Linked DNA regions of Pan troglodytes: region 1 is linked to region 2. The links are chromatin contacts, called in public Hi-C maps. All regions are on one chromosome and are shown on one strand. The core of a region is the stretch at or near the end of the contact, and the rest is flanking DNA. Distances in the headings are between cores, read along the strand shown.

Region 1 (5,588 bases), core at 2,518-5,017, 160 kb after region 2:
CCTTTATATTTTAGTTAAACATACATAAGTTTTGGTTTCATTAAATAAAAAGACAAGTGATTATTTCACTACAAATTCATTTCAGATGATTATCTTTAATTCGATGAAAGGCAATGTTTATAAAGTTGCCATTCTTTGTGCACAGGTAATTCAGTGTGAATAAATGTCAGGGAACCTCATCTCCTTGGCAACTATGCATATCATTACTCATTTACTCATTCATCAGATTTTATTGGATAACTGCTGTATGCAAGGCATTGTGCTATGTGTGCAGAGTCTACGAACTGCAGAGTTTTGATTAAATGCATGAAGATACCTGAAGTGGTATTTATCTGCACATACGAAGGACAGCCTCCAACTACAAACTGCCCACATTTTGTTTTATGTTCTAGCCTTTATCAAACAATGTGCCTTTTCTCCCCTAAAAGAATCAATTTAGCCCTTTAGGCATCGATTCCGAAATATCCGTTGGTGGTCCTGTCACTCTTGAAGCTTGAGATAGGAAATGTATAGCCCAGCATTCCTATAAGCCCACCCATTCCCCCTCCCTGTCCAGATGGGTTTCATTCCTAAATCCACCAGGAAGCCTGGCTCTGCCCAGAACCTGGCTTGCTTTGTAGGCTGTGAAAACCCCAGCACGGGATGCCAGATCCCCTAAGACTAAGAGCTGAAGCCAACCAACATCCTGGGAAACAAAAAGACCTGCCTGTCCAGCGTAATAAAGCCAAGAAGTGTACAGCTGGGAGAGATCCTGCACATCATCTAGCTCAGTGTCCTCTTTTTACAGATGATGAAAATGAGACCCAGGGAGATAGGGGATTTGCACACAGAAATCCATGGTAACCAGGAGCTAAGATCTAAACACAGCTTTGTATCAACGACTGGTTCAGACACACTGCTCCACCCCGTGCCAAAATAATTTTTATCGTGCATTAGGTCCAAAGAGGGCTGCCGGTTGGGGCAGGGAGTACTGGTGCTTATTATCGGTACCACACCAGCTGTGCCATCCAGTAGGCATAACAAATACATACCATGATATGTCTGGGAATCAGAGCCCATTAAGTACCAGGCTGTAAAATAATTCTGATAGGAACTACTGAAATAAGGAACCACTTGAATTCTGTCTACCAACACCTTCTCCAGAGTTTCGAGTCTGTGTACCATCCTCAACAGAAAACACGGCGGCAAAGTCCTGATTCTGCTGCCCTTGGAACGGCTGAGAAAGAGCCTGACTCCAGGGGGAAACAAAATCAGCCCTTCTCACTGCAGCAGTCGGAGCATCTGGCACCGACCATGAGAGGCGCTCGCTCGTGCGAGACTTCTCGCTTGCCTTTGTGCTGGGACTGCCTCTGGCGACCCTGTCAGTCTGGTTCCTTCCTCTTGCTCTCTGAACCCCCGCGTCCCTTGGGGGCTCCAGCGGTTCAAGCCCAGGGCTGTGGGAAGCTCAGAAACACCTCCACGAGGCCACTCCCCGCTGGGCGCGGCTCCACCTCGGGGCCTCCCTGCCTAACAGCAAACCTGCTTGTTGGCACTTGCGCGTTCCTCCTCGCCAGTTTCACCCGGATTTGGCTCGGTCCGCCAGCAACCCAGCTCCCTGCTAAATTCCCAGCCCTAAGCGCAGGGGCCTTTACCCAGCCTTCCCAGTGGGTCCTGCTTTTCCATAGCCGACACCCTTCTTGGAAACAAACTCGCTAGACACCGCCGGTTAGGGCGGCGGGTGCCTATGTCCCAGCCCAAGACCTCAGATGCTGCCCCCCTGCCACTCCCCGGCCTTTGACCTGGCCTAAACCCCTAACTCAGCCGGGGGGCCGGATGCCTTCCCACCGGGAGGGTACCTAGCCCTCCCTACCACCGCGCGCCAGGTAGGTGGGTGGGCGCATGGGAAAGCAATAACCCGGCCTTGAACCTCAGACCCATGAATATAACCCACCGCGGCGCCAATAATTCAAGTAGACTGGAAGGTCAAAGGCGAATAGTGTTGCCCGCGGCCTTGGAGGCAAGCCGAGTGGGGGATGCAATAGAGGTCAGGAGGGGCTGGTGTGGTGAAGGGGAAACGGACGTGATCACTGGGATGGAGTGGGGGGAAAAGGGAAAGGCTCGGTACAGGTGGGCACCGAGGCACCGCGGGCGGCCGGCAGCGCGAAGAGGAGGTTCAGCTGCTGCCCGGCCCCTGCGCCACCAGCGCATTCCTGGGTGTAGGCGTCACGGGCGCCGCGGCTGCCTGCGCTCAGTTTCTTTCCCCTAACAGCGGCAATTGCACGTAACCGCGTCGCCTCTGGGATTTTCTCCCGCCTCCCATCACCCCCGCGGCGCTCCCCGCCTCCCCGCCAACCAGCAGGTTAGATATAGGAGGGGCGCCCGCCTTGAGCCGGGTGGTTCCGCCGAGGCGCACGCAGCGCCCATGCAACACCCCACAGTATCGGGCCACCTCGGCCGACCCAAGGCGACTTGACCACGACTCCGCGGGCGGACTGCGCCTGGCCACTAGTGGCTCCAACGGCGGGGTCACCCTGCGGGCACACAGCGCTCTCCTCTCCCCACTGCTATCTCCTCGTCCACGCTGTCGTCTGCCGCCCCCACCCAGAAAGGATACAATTTTCGCCCAACAGGGACCGTGGGAATCCCTTGGGAGGGGCGCAGACGGCTTGTAGCGCGCGGTTTCCCGAGACCCGCCGCGCATCCCCCAGCGACTGGAAACCCGCCCCAAGCGCCACGCGGTCCTCCCACTCTTACCCGAAGTGTCCCACAGGCTCAACTCTATTCTTTGTGTGTCGATTTCAAAACTGGCCGTGTAATTCTCAAACACTGTAGGAACGTAATTCTGGATAGACAAAATGGGCAAAAGAGGAAGGAAAGAGGGCAAAGAGGTTACGTTTAAACGCACGACACCCATTGAACACCCTTCCCCTCCCCGCTCCCCAGTTAAGAAAGAAAACCTTCACACATCAGACCACACACTAAGCACATGGACCCTTTCCGAAACCCCTGTCCTACTCCCCACTCACCCCACCCGGCTCTCACAGATCTGCTGACCCGAATCTCCCAACCCCAGGTTATGCACACAGGAACGAACAAGTTTCAGGAGCTAACCAGCCCATGTGCAGGCGCGTCCCAACCCTAAAAGCTTCCAGCGCACTTTCCCTTTCCCCGCAGTCTAATCAGGGGAAAGTAGTGAGGGCCGAGAAAGACTTTTTTTTTTCTTTTTTAAGGGAAAACGGATGAAAGCGGGGAGGCCCACCTCGGGACTGGGATCCCACTGGCCGACCCCCTCGTGGAAGCCGCGGCCGGCCACACTCACCTCGGGGAAGCAGTCCTTGGCGAAGACATGGAGCAGCGCAGTTTTTCCACACTGACTGTCTCCCACCACAACTATCTTGCATTTCACGTTCTGATTAGGATCCATGATAGATTTGCTGGATAATTTCTGGCTGGCTCTTCTCTCCTTCATTGATGTTGCCTTATTTTCTCTTGGAACAGGAATTTTCTCTTAAGAAGAAAATATATATATATATATTTCTCTCTTTACAAAAAGCAGATAGAAAAATAAATCACAAGGCTGATGGGCAACCCCTGAAACGCGGCGCAGACGAGGAGGAGAGCGAGAGGAGCAGGCTGGTTACTCCCCTCCAACAAGTTTTAAGCCTGACTCCTCACCGCGCCTCCCAAGTCCAATTCCGAGCCGACTGCTTTGTTTCACGCTCTCTGCGCGGCTTTATACGCCCGGCCTTCCAATCCTCTTCTTTCTCAATGAGAGGAGGAAACTGATCTGCCTCCTCCCCTTTTATGGAGCCTGGGAGCGAGCGCTGTTGGCGTTGCATGCCGAAAATGTAAGCAGTGCGCCCTCTAGGGTGCCCATTCGGGATCTATTTTAGACCAAGGCTCTTAGACAACATGAAGATCCCAAAGATGCTTTGCTGACAAGTCCACAGGGCAAGGTGGGAAACTGGTATCTGTGCATACTGATTTGAACTACAATCCCTTTAAATATAGTTTAATAGGGGCTTATCTGTAGAAGCCTCATGAGCATTTATGAAAACAAAAACATTTCCCACCCAAGTTAAAGGACAGTGATAAAACATAGGAAGCAAATCTTGGGTGGAGAATAGTTGAGTGGTTCTATTTTTTTTTTAATGGTTTGTATCAGGTACATAGGCCATGGACCAATAGATCAGCCTCTTTATTCCAGATGCAAGAACAGGCTTGCCTGGGTCACGGTAGTAGACTGGCTTCTGAAACCTGTCAGTTTCAGTCGTACAAGTGGAGGCAGAAAGGTTTCGAGGGGTGGGTACAGGAGGTGGGAGGGAAGAAGAAAGAGAAGTGGAAGATGCCCATGACTGAGTGACAAAGGCCATTGGAAACTCAACCCTACTGCGCTAGGGACCCAAACACTTGTCAGCTTAGTTGCACCTCCCCACATTTGCAGTGAGGGGACTGGTGGGGGGGCAGATTTTGATACTGTCTATTAATTCTTTATCTATAGCCTCCATCTTCCTGGAATCAAAGCACCCTAGACTGGACTCAGAAGGCACAAACATCTTTAGCTGAAAAATGCAGATACAACCCTCCACCCTCTCTTCTGTCCTCCTCCACATCCACCTCCCGAGCCCTCCAACTCTTCCCCGCAAGCAAAAATCTTAGAAAGGACCAGAATAGCCCACACATTTGTTCTTTTTCTATGAGAAGTCTTTCTTTTTCTCATCTTCAGCTCCTGCACCCTAAATGCTCAGGAGGTTTCAATTGTTACAATGTAGTAGCACATTGGCCAAAACCAGCTTATATGGTCCCCTGTGGAGACTCCTAGGCTTGTAAATGAGAAGATAAGGTGAAAACAAACAAATCAGAAAGTTTAACATGGGAAGTGAAAAGGCACAATGAAGAGTTGTCAAAAGCACTGATGTAAGTAGTGGACTGGTAGGGCCCCTGAAGCCTAGGGGATCCAGGAATGATGTCCTATTTGGGGCTGAGAAAATTGGAGCCCCCTCAAAGATCATTGACTCAGACTCCATCGGTGGGTCTGTGTTTACACAAGTGGAGGGTTGACCCACAGACAAGCGGGTTGCTGGCCCTGCTAGGGTTCCTAGAGCAGCCTTTGCCAATGTTTGTTCTTCTGAGCTTTAGTTCCCTTCTGACACAAAGGGTGCCATGGCCCAATTAGTGAGGGCGACACTGTACCCACATCACTCATTGAAGATTCGCCAAGCACACTAATGTTACAAACATTTAAAAATCCCAGAGAAAAGCAGACTATTTAACATAGTTTAACCTAGCATTTCCCAAAACTACTTAACACAGGAAACATTAATCAAATTATTCACGTTTGTTTACTTGTTTAAAAAGCAATGGGCATAGTAGTTGGGGCAGGAGATCACAAAGAGGTGTATTTAGGTCCCCAACTTCACATTTTCTGTATGACTTTGGATGGATTATTTAGCCTCTCTGAGCCTCAATTTCATCATCTGTAAAATAGGAGTCATAATGGTAATTATGAGGAAATGCAAGTGAAGTTTGCAGAATGGTTTCTGGCACAATAAAGAGTCCTTGACCTGTGTTATAGTTTGCATGTAAAATCTTATTTGCACTTTTCAGAA
Region 2 (5,306 bases), core at 1,445-3,944:
AGCAGGAGTGATCCAGGTATTCCTCCAAGGTCATTAATTTCTGTGTCAAATAACAAACAGGTTTCAATAAGGATTATTTTATAAATTGAGCAACCACAGATTATTCCTTGGATAGGTGAAAATTATTTTGGTGAAAAGGATAAGAGAAGCGCACTTCAGCTGATAGATGTTTCAATTTTTCTGAGAAAAGAAATGTATTTACCAGATCAGAATCATTTTGGTAAATTACATTTCAATGCTGAGTCATCTGCACAGCAGTGCGGTAGTGCACGCCCTTTTGAAAGATAAATTGTACAGCTGCATTATTCAAATCTCTGCATTAGAAATGGCTTGAGACGAGCTCTGAAAGGAACTTAATCCATACACAAAAACTTCTAGCTTTTGCAATTATCTTTTAAAGAAGAAAAAGTTCCAAAGATCTTAGAAAGAATCTCCAGGAAATATTTACGCTGAAAGTAACATTGCTGTGAATGACTGCCTTGTTTTAGACTTCACAAAAATTGTGACTGTGACTACCAGATGGATAAGAATGATGCAAAATTCAAGATGGCATTGCTAAGGCTGGTTGTTACATGAAATTGAATAAAATTCCAAACTATTTTACTGCTTAATTTGACTCATCCTCATTTTCAGTTTTATTCACTTCACAGTTGCATGAGAAGCAGTGTGATATTCGAGGATAGAGGTTCTCAAACTGTCTTCCCAGACTAGCAGCATCAGCAGCATCAGGGAAGTTGTTGAAAAGCAAATGCTGTGGCCCTCTGCTGCAGACCTACTGAGTCAGAAAGTCTGGAGGTGAGGCCCAGCTATCTGTGCCTAACAGTCCTTCATGTGCTTCTAATCATGCTACCATTTGAGAACCTTCCTACTAAAATCTCTGGAATTAGGAGAGTCTGCAATTCACCAAATCAGCTGGATGAACATAAATAAATCCTCCAACGTCTCTGAATCTTAATTTCTTATCTGCAAATTGAGGAGTGTGGGCTACATGATTTCTAATGTACTTTTCAATTTTGTAATTCTGCACTAATACTTCTACATGGAAATTTAAATTCCACCGTAATAGCTCAGTGTTGAAAGTCAGAAAGCCGTGATTTCAAATTCTGGCCTTACTCCTTAATAGTTGTGTCCTTCTTCTTATGTTTAGCCTCTCAGAGCCTCAGTTTCCACATTTGTAAACTGCAGATAACAATAGTGCTTATGTCATTAGTTTGTTTGTTTGTTTGTTTGTTTGTTTTTTGAGATGGAGTCTTGCTCTGTCACCCAGGCTGGAGTGCAGTGGCGGAATCTCAGCTCACTGCAACCTCCACCTCCCGGGTTTAAGCGACTCTCCTACCTCAGCCTCCCAAGTAACTGGAATTACAGGCATGCACCACTATGCCTGGCTAATTTTTTTTTTATTTGTTGGTAGAGATGGGTTTCACCATGTTGGCCAGGCTGGTCTCAAACTCCTGGCCTCAAGCGATGCACCCACCTCGGCCTCCCAAAGTGCTGGGATTACAGGCGTGAGACACCAGGCACCCGGCTATGTCATTGATTTTTGAGGGTTAATGGAGATAATACATGTAGAGTGCTAAGTATGGTAGTTGGCATAAAGCCTCAATAAAGGATAGTTACTATTTGGAGGTGAAGCTCTGAAAAAGATGCTTAATTTTCAAAGTCATAAAATTAGAAAAGAGACTTCCCTTTGAAAGCCTATGTAGCAAGGAGCAAAGACTGCAAGATTCAGAACAAATGGGCATTTCAGCTTCAGTTACTTGTCATTAACTGATTTAGGCTGTTAGAAAATGCATTGGCACTTAAGATTTCCATTCTTCTGTGAAGAAAAAGATGTGTGTGTTTTTCACATTATTTGGATAAACTACAATTATTTTAAAATATGAAGAGAAATTCAGTAAAATTTTGGTAAGACAATAAGATGCTAATGTGATGGTGGTAAAGTTTTTTTCTTCACAGCTTTATTTTTGTTTGGTTAAAAAAAAGAAAACACAGTTGTTTATAGTGTATTTGCAAACAATCAACTAGGAAATCATGCATTAATTGTTCAGATGAAAGCATGATGCTGCTCATATTTATCTGTGTTTATCACGGCACCAGACGGCCTGATTGGGAAAGTACTTCGTAGCAGGAGAGCCCAAGACACAGCAGCTAAATAGATGCCTCTTTAATGTGAGGTGTTCAGTATCAGATGGGGCTTTGTTGACCTTGTTCCTAAGCACAATCAGCCTGTATGGAGGGCTCTGTGCAGCAGCGCCTAGGCCTCTGTTTTAGTTCTTAATTTCTTTCACGGCATCAAAAGGCTTTTCTATTCAAAAGCTTTTCTTTTTCTTTTACTCGTGAGCCTCTGCAATTGAGGCAGAACTGCAATCTACCAGCAGCAGCCTTTGTTCTGGCCTTTCAGGAGGCTGGCGAGCAGTGTGAGTCCTTCCTAATTAGCCTGCGGACCAATGAAATAGTTCTTTGAGCCAGGAGAGGCTGCAATCCCACAGCCCAAATGGCAGAAAACGGGGGAAAGGCCTCTTTAATTAAGGCCCAACAAAACTGGGTAAAAAATGGTATTTTGCTCTCTACAAATGTCTCTTTTAAATCCCTGTAAATGCTGGCACATGCACATGCTTTTAAACTGTGCCTTCCCTTTCGCCAATGTACTGTCGGTCTGCTTTGGCTAAAGACTGCAGAATTTATTGGTCCGTAAGAGTTTAGGACCCAGCAGCCTTGGGCTGTGTCTGTGTTTGCATTTGCACGAGAAGTACAGGCTGTGCTGGAGGCAAAGAGCTGATAATCAGGAGATGGTCTTCACTTATAAAAGTGATGCATGACAGCCCCACCTTACAGGCTTGGCATTTACACAGGACGTTCACAAATGTCACTGCACAAAAATCCTGCCAGCACCGCAGATGTATTAATTTATTAGTTTCCTCCATTGTTTTGTTCCTCATTTATGTCTTTTGACTGCAATGCATTTATTTTTTTCTTCACTGAACTCTTTAGTAGCTTAATATTGTACAGGTTAAGAAGATAGTTTTGGGCATGGCACTATGCATTATCCTTTCAGACCACCTTTTACATATGTGGTAACTTTATCTTACTATGCCTGAGTGAATGATTAGGTTTTGCTCCCTTATTTTTAAACTGAAAATACTTTCCCCAATTTTCAAATTATACACATTTGTTGCAAAAAAATATTTTAAGATATCTAATGCAGATAATTATAAGAAGAAAGGTACTGCCATTTAGAGATAAGTACCATTAACATTTTGTAGTAAATCAGTTCATCTGCATATGCTCATGCAAATTTACACAAATAAAATGTTTTCATATATATTCTTGTCGCTTGACAACATGTGCGGATGTACATTTAAGTCAGTACGTAGGACTGCATTATCATTTTTAGTGGCTGTGTATTACTAGTCTTTTGAAGAATAAAAAAGACCATGATTAGACATAATTATTGTGTTTACACCTATTTAAGATCTGATTAGATTCCTTTGAATGCATCACAACATTAGGCAATTTCAAATTCCCACTTCAATGAAAGTCTTTATCTTTTGTAGGTAATATAGTCTCGACAGAAATATATATGATAAAATAGAATAATTGCATGTATTTTATATGATGGGAGTAAGAAATACACACAAGCATACACGATACTTTTATTTTTAATTTTTTATTAAACAGAATTATTTTTCCAGCGTGACAACTGCAGGTAATTTGCTTTTAGTCAGAGAATGTCAGTGGTCTCTTGAAAGCTTTCTTTGTGAACATCTCAAAATAGTTTGGTTCGTTTAAGTAGTCTGTGCCTATAAACACCAAACATTCAGTCAATTTATTACAAAGTTGGTCAAACATTGAAATGTTCAGCAGATTTTTTGTTTGAGCTCATTATGAGCGAGGCATCATGTGGACACATTCTGAGTAAATGGGAACAGAAGGAAATAGAATAACTCCTTGAAGTCTGTTCTATTTACTCTCCAATACCTATCCTAAAATATGTATGCCTCTAACATGGACAACATCATATAAGGTGTGATATACTGGGGGAAAGACTAAACGTAAAAACAGGCTGCCAAAGATTCATTGTTTCTACCCACAATCAATACTTTCCGGCCGCTATGTCATTATCTATAAAAGGAGGAAAATGTCTCAAAGGAACACTGTAAGGATCAAACATGATAATGTCAATAGCTAGTACTTCATATTTTAATTATATTCAGAAAAGATTCTTTAAGTACCTACCATGTTTCAGGCTTGGTGAAAAACAAAACAAATTTTATTTCTGTAGCATATCATAGCATACAGAGGACTATCACATATATGATCTCATTTTTTTACTAAAACTTGGAGTCACTGCTGCAATTATCATCCTCGTTTTACAATAGAGGAAACTGAATTTCAAAGGCAAAAAAAAATAATAATAATACTTTAAACCTGCAAAGCTTGCTAAATTTTAGAGTCGAAACTCAACCTCAAATTTTCTTATTCCTGGATTCAGGAATAATGTTCAAGCACCTAAGCTTAGCAAGATCTTGAAACAACATGATGAGTGCCTTCAAAAATGAATTTACAGATGCTTAGACATTTTCTTTTTATGACCATCTCTTCGATGAAAGTGTGACAGTTAAGTGCAATGGAAACCTGTGGAGGTGTTTCTCTAAGTGCTTTAGCTGCTTAAAGCAAAAATCATGGTGCTTGGTGATCTGAGGAGCCGAACTGTGAGACAAGGAAAATGTAGAGTTTTGGAAGTGTGGAGTGGAGTTTGAGGTGAGGTTTGTACATCCACAAAAAGACACCAAATAGGCAGGTGAAAATGTGGTTGAGAGCTCAGAAGAGATGCTTGAGCTAAAGTTGTGCAATGTGAAACTCATACATCTGAGTTAGCACCTGGAGCTGTTGGCATGGGCGGCTAGATGGCTCTATGAAAACCTTCTTGGTGCTCACATATATCCAGAAGTAAAAAGAGGAAGAGCAATCAAAAAAAAAAAAAAAAGAAGAAGAAGAAGAAGGCTGGGCACAGTGGCTCACGCCTGTAATCTCAGCACTTTGGGAGGCCAAGACGGGTGGATCACGAGGTCAGGAGATCAAGACCATCCTGGCTAACACGGTGAAACCCCGTCTCTATGAAAAATACAAAAAAATTAGCCAGGCGTGGTGGCGGGCGCCTATAGTTCCAGCTACTCCGGAGGCTGAGGCAGGAGAATGGCGTGAACCCGGGAGGCGGAGCTTGCAGTGAGCCCAGATAGCGCCACTGCACTCCAGACTGGGCAACAGAGTGAGACTCCATTTCAAAGAAAACAACAAACAAACAA

Evidence for each region. A called contact is a pair of places that touch in the nucleus more often than the background predicts.
Region 1: a contact with region 2 is called in a Hi-C map of stem cell-derived neural progenitor cells, with 3 times the contacts expected there. The contact joins the promoter of RND3 here to the enhancer-like site in region 2. A contact is called at or near these places in 1 of 7 Hi-C or Micro-C datasets (stem cell-derived neural progenitor cells) and 1 of 1 datasets of contacts at active chromatin or transcription factors (stem cell-derived excitatory neurons).

The regions. Positions count from the first base shown.
Region 1 is chr13:52,517,100-52,522,687 of NHGRI_mPanTro3-v2.0_pri, forward strand. It overlaps RND3 (Rho family GTPase 3), which reads right to left and starts at 3,768. Exons shown (of 5, transcript XM_009443462.5): 1 at 3,299-3,768; 2 at 2,734-2,821. The coding sequence starts at 3,448.
Region 2 is chr13:52,359,862-52,365,167 of NHGRI_mPanTro3-v2.0_pri, forward strand. No RefSeq gene overlaps it. Among named protein-coding and RNA genes, the nearest start is that of RND3, 160 kb to the right of the region's middle. Within about 2 kb of position 2,695, at least 10 of the 24 cell types and tissues checked have an H3K27ac peak or open chromatin away from gene starts, as enhancers often do. A contact at or near this core is called in stem cell-derived neural progenitor cells, where this site is marked.